2 separate regions of the Mus musculus genome follow, and region 2 is linked to region 1. A link is a contact called in public Hi-C data. All regions are on one chromosome and are shown on one strand. Each heading gives the region's core, a stretch centred on a gene start, on an enhancer-like site or on the middle of the called end of the contact. The rest is flanking DNA. Distances are from core to core; before and after follow the strand shown. Region 1 overlaps Dennd1a (DENN/MADD domain containing 1A). Region 2 holds the start of Dennd1a (DENN/MADD domain containing 1A).

What was found. A called contact is a pair of places that touch in the nucleus more often than the background predicts.
Region 2: a Hi-C map of cortical neurons shows a contact between it and region 1, with 1.9 times the contacts expected there. The contact joins the promoter of Dennd1a here to the enhancer-like site in region 1. A contact is called at or near these places in 1 of 39 promoter capture datasets (hippocampal neurons), 3 of 484 Hi-C or Micro-C datasets (cortical neurons, liver and myocytes), 6 of 115 datasets of contacts at active chromatin or transcription factors (CD8 T cells, the SCID.adh cell line, embryonic limb bud and 1 more) and 3 of 9 other capture datasets (adipose tissue, liver and pancreatic islet).

What each region holds. Positions count from the first base shown.
Region 1 is chr2:38,247,159-38,249,923 of GRCm38.p6, forward strand. The region is part of intron 1 of Dennd1a (DENN/MADD domain containing 1A); the gene reads right to left. Among named protein-coding and RNA genes, the nearest start is that of Dennd1a, 39 kb to the right of the region's middle. Within about 2 kb of position 1,368, at least 4 of the 459 cell types and tissues checked have an H3K27ac peak or open chromatin away from gene starts, as enhancers often do. A contact at or near this core is called in cortical neurons, where this site is marked.
Region 2 is chr2:38,286,039-38,288,803 of GRCm38.p6, forward strand. It overlaps Dennd1a (DENN/MADD domain containing 1A), which reads right to left and starts at 1,346. Exons shown (of 23, transcript NM_001362973.1): 1 at 1,075-1,346. The coding sequence starts at 1,091.

The sequences.
Region 1 (2,765 bases), core at 118-2,617:
TTTTCATGCAGCGGTCCGTTCATTCTAAAATTCAGACCATGTCAGCCCTTCATGCTAAATGTATCCAAAGCATTCCACATACACAAACCCCACAAACTTCAAATTCTAGTGCCAGATGGATGCAGAACAATACAGATGCATCTAATGCCATTGAACTGAGCACTTTTAAATGGTTAGAATAAACATTTTTATTTTATGTATATTGCCATAATTTTTTAAAATAGAGTTAAAGACAAAGGGGAGGCAGAGCCTACATGATCTGGCCTCTGCATACCTATCTGATTTCTTTCTTCTGGCTCACTAGACCCAGGCACACTGGTCTTCTGCCGCTCACTCACCCCTATGTTAAGACCCTTCACAGAAATTTTCACATAGTGATTCTTTCTGTCACTCAAAACCCTACTCAGAAAGACCAACTCCATCACACTGTCCAGCACCTAATTTAATTCTCCACATTATACCAGTCTCAACACTGGTTATGGTTAGCTTTCCTCTTCTACACATAAGCTGCTGAAGAACAGGGTATGGTCTCTCATGTCAGGTAGTGTTTCCTCCATACCTAACCACGTAGATATTTGTAAGGGACAAAGGAAGTGGAAACTAGTCTTCCAGGAGTCTAAAAGAAATGAAAGGTATGATCATCCAGGTCCACATGCTTCAATCTTTAGTATGGACTACAATTAATTAGAGGACTAATTAAAAGACAGACTTCTTCCTCCCAGAATCTTCCTAACAAGTAGCCAGTAGCTCATAGCAGTTCTACTTGACTTGTGACCATATTTTAGAACCACTGATCCAGTCAACTGGAATTCTCCCAAATAATTTAGTGTATACTACTAAATTGTACATAAAATGAATAGAGTACATCTCAGTACCTTTCAATGTTATTTTTCTAATGAAAGGTATGTTTCAAAGAAAAAGGTCATTTGTAGAAACAAGTATCCCAAGAATACAAGTAGAAAGAAAGAGAGAGAGAGAGAGAGAGAGAGAGAGAGAGAAAGAGGGAGTGAGTATTCCTGCCTTTCTGTCTCTCCCTCCTCCCCTCACTCCAATGGATTAAGTAATAAGCCTAAGATTCTTAGCTCAGCAGGCAGAGTTCTACTGTGTGGAGCCAAAGATTATAACAGCCAGCCTGTCAGCCAGTCAATCAGTCAGCCAGCCAGTGTTGTCTGTCTGTCTCTGTCTCTGTGTGTGTGTGTCTGTCTGTCTGTCTGTCTGTCTCTCTCTCTCTCTCTCTTTCTCTCTCTCTCTCTCTCTCAAAAGAAAGAAAGCAGAAGCTGACTAAAATGCTAAGAACAAACTGGTCTATAATTATAAGCTCTAGTCATGCTTACCCATGATGGTTTACATGTTGCCTTATGGAAGAAGTGGTGACTAATGTTGTGACAGGTTACATAACATAACAAATATACATAAGTTATTTTAAGGGCCAATGAAGCCAGTGCAGATGGAGACATTTTTTTATTTCTCTGCAAATCAAAAAGTAAATTAAAAAGTGCCTCCTCTAAATGCAAGTGGCCAAGCAATCCTTTCTTAATTTTCTCATTAAACCTGTAAACAATAAAGGCCATAGCAACTTGCACAGGATCTGAGAGCACCTTGAGACCGCTTATTCCTCCAACACTCTTCAAGACACTCAGTATTTTTAACTACTTGGCTAAAGAAGCTGAAAATCCTATTTCTGTCCTATTAACACTCACTGCTAATTTAGAACACGTAATGATGCTGAGAATACCATGTTCAGAGCCAATTTTCCAATATGGACCCAAGTTTTCCCAGAGCCCTTTGTGATACATCTTAGCATATTACCATGGAAATGTCCTGGTTCTGCCATGATGCCCCATTATTAATTGCCTTTTACTCTTATACGTGCCCTCATCTGGGACTCTGCCTGCCAAACATATTCTTTGCCACTCACTAGCATATCCTATGGTGTTGCACCGTAAATTCTAGCCATAAAGAACCAGGATGTCTCTATCAAACCATGTTCCGATTCTAGTAATAGTATTATTACTGTACAACGACCATCATTTACTAAATATTTCTTGGATTCTGTGATCATAAACAGTGCTTTTGCAGGACCACAAATAATTTTCTACAACTCCTAATATAGGTTACATTTAGCCCTGGATTGGAGATTAGAACCACTAAGGCCCACAAATAGCACAAATGCTAAAGACAAGGCAAGGAAACAGCAAAAGACCATGGAACTGACACATAAGGCACCAGGCACTTGCCTGTCCTAAATTACTCAGCTGCTCTTCCCTTCAACAAGGACCTATCTTCTCAGCCTTTCAAGAAGTTTCTAATCTCAAACTTCAGCTCAAGTCTCCTATGATGGCTAGTTTTATGTCAACTTGACACAAGCTAGAGTCACTGGCAGGGATGGAGCCTCAATTGAGAAAATGCCTCCATAAGATCTGGTTGAGGCAAACCAGTAGGGTATTTTCTTAATTAGTAATTGGTGGAGGAGGACACAGCCCATGGTGGCTGGTGTCACCCCTGGGCTGGTGGTCCTGGGTTCTATAAGAAAGTAGGCTGAGCAAACCATGTGACGCAAGCCAGTTAACAGCACTCCTCCATGTCCTCTGCATCAGTTCCTGACTCCGGGTGTCTGCCCTGTTTGAATTCCAGCCCTGACTTCCTTCAGTGGTGAACAGTGATGTGGAAATGCAAGCCAAATAAACCCTTTCCTCTCCCAAGTTGCTTTGGTCATGATGTTTCAACACAGCAATAGAAACCCTAACTAAGACACTCCTTATGCC
Region 2 (2,765 bases), core at 96-2,595, 39 kb after region 1:
GCCCTTCCTCTTTCAAACTTCCCTAGTACAATTCTCAAAATGCTGAAATAATCACATTCCACGGACTTTCCTATAAGAGGGTTTATGGTGTCTTATGAATGCTGTTTTCCAGAAAAGCCTATGCTGTCAACTTTGTTTTTCAATGTCCTTAAGCAATTCTATTAGTCATAGAGAAAAAGTGAGCATTTGCTAATGATTAGAGAGAGAGAGAGAAAGAGAGTAAGCATCTGAGTCCTAGGGCTGAGGAAGGGAGTGGCCAGAATTGGTCTTAGCTGGGAGGGGAGATAGAGACCAAGGCAACAACACCCAAATTGGACCACAGAAAAGTTGTAATTCCCAAAGACAACTTCTAATGTTTCGGTGGGTACTTAAGTTACAAGTATCAGCATTTTCACGAGAAAACGAAGCCTCAACCAGGGGCTCCAAGCAAATGAAGAAGGAGTAAGGGAATGTGCCTGACTGGATTGCAAAACCTTTTCAAAATCAGGTGCTCAGTGACAGCTAAAGGTGTCTTCCTTCATAGCCTTTGGCCCTGGCTTGTGTGCAGACTCAGATAAGAGGAAGAGTCAGCAAAGGCAAAGCGCCTTCCTGTGCAGGCAGGCCATCCAGGCCTTAAATGTCCCAGAAGCCCCCTCCCTCTAAGAACCTCACACCACTTCTGGAATGATTACAGGCCTCACGCAGACAGGCTGCAACCTCTCAGGACCTGCCAACTCTCGGGGTCGCCCCCAAACACACCCTTATGAAGACTTGCTTCCGGAGACCTCCCCTCTCCCAGCAGCAGTCTGACAGTTTTCTGGGGCTCTGTACATCCCGCCTAGGGAGCCACCGCGTCAGCAGTTCCCGCCCTCAGGTGAGGAGGGGGCATCTGATCATCCGCGCCCCTCCACCCCACACGCACCCCGTCCCCGAGCCTTCCCGCATCACCATGGCAACCGTCCCCCTCCCCGCTTGACGCCTCCACGCGGGGCGCCCCTCCGGTCTGGGCAACAAGTCCCCCAAGCGCGGCCCACGGCCTGCAGCTCTAGCCCAGCCTCGCCTCCCCCGCGCCCGGCTCCGCCCGGCCGCACTCACTTGATCCTGGAGCCCATGGTCCCGGGGCCTCCTCATGGACCCGCGGGCCCCGCTCGGTGCTGCGCTGCACTGCACTGCCCGCCCGCCCGCGGCCGACAGGCCTCCCTCAGGAGCTCTCCCCGCCCCTTCCTCCCTTCCCTCAGGCAGGGGCCCGCCCGCTCGAGGCTCGCTCCCCGGCCGCCGCAGCTGCTGTCGCCTCCCGGGGTTAAAGTACTCGCTCCAGCCGGGCGAGCGCCATGGTCGCCCGCGCGCGTACCCGGCGCGCGCCGCCCCCTCCGTCTCTCACACCGCCGCCCCCTCCCGCCCGCGCCGCTGACCGCGGGGGCTGCTGGGAAGTGTAGTCCACTCGCGTGAGGGTGGCCCCGGGGGGCGGGAAGCGCGCAGCAGGACAGTGGTCTACCCGAAAGGTCTGTGGCTTCTCTGAGAAGAGACCTAGGGACCTTTGTCCCACTGCTTTTCATCAGAATCCACCCAAAGCGACCTGAAGGAACTTCCATCGTGTCCCCAGAGGCCACTAAAGAAGCCTTCGTCCACTCCTCAAGTGGAGAATTTTTGACAGGCTAAAATTCGGGGAGGGGGGTGTCTGAATTGGAGGAAACAGTTGTCCTCCCCTCTCAGGAACTCACAATGACTCCAGTTTCACTGAGTCAGGCTTCAGGGTTCTGGTTTCCCGAATTTGAAAACTGAAGTTCACAGACCATGGATGTTTAGCTTTAAAGAGTTGGTTTTTTTGTTTGTTTTTTTGGTTTTGTTTTTGGTTTTGTTTTTTTAATACCTCCATAAGTAGGAGCTTGGGAGAAAAGCCGGCCCATCCCAGGAAATGGGGTATCATAGAACTGCATGCCAGGTGCTGAGGGTGAGTTAGTCCAAATGTTTAACCTGTGGAACCAATGACTTTATTGGACTTTCTTAGAAAGCATGAGTGGGGGTTGCTTACAGGAGTGTGGGTGACTCCAAAGCAGCTGCACTGGAAAGTGCACACCATCATCGTCGTCGTTGTCCGTGTTCCCGCCCCCCTCCCCCCAAGACTCTTTAATCCCAGCATTTGAGTAGGGGAGGCTAGTGGATCTCTGTGAATTTGAGGCCAGCCTGGTCTACAGAACTAGTTCCAAGAGAGCCAGGGCTACACAGTGAAACCCTGTCTTGAAAAACAAAAACAAAAACCTACCCTTCTATGACCGAAAGCTTCCTGTAGACATATATACAGTTTTCTTTAGTTAACCTCCTATAAACTACTACAATCTGTGTACTACAGCACCTCCCTGGGCCCAGAGGAATGTGCAATTAGAGTAGATTGCATACAAATGGCTGGGAGAACCGGGTGGAGTCCCCTCTGAGAAACTGTTAACAGCCAACAGGCCTGCTCCTGATGACCTTCTGCAAGCAGGCACAGCTGATGTGAAGATGGTGGCTATTTTGCTGTGAGGACCAGATTCTATAACCAATCACCTAGGTGAGAAAATTCTGGAAATATCTGAGGGAGTTTCCAGATTAGTTTAATTCAGGAGGGTGGCCTCTTCCATGGGCTGGCTTAAATGAACGGGGAAGGCAGCATTCATCTCTCTCTGTGCTTTCTGACTGGATTCAGTCATTGTGACTAGCAGCCTCACTTTTCTGCTGCCATGTCTTCTCCTTCTACCATGTTAAACTGTACTGTACCCTCAAACTGTGAGCCAAATTAAACCCTACAT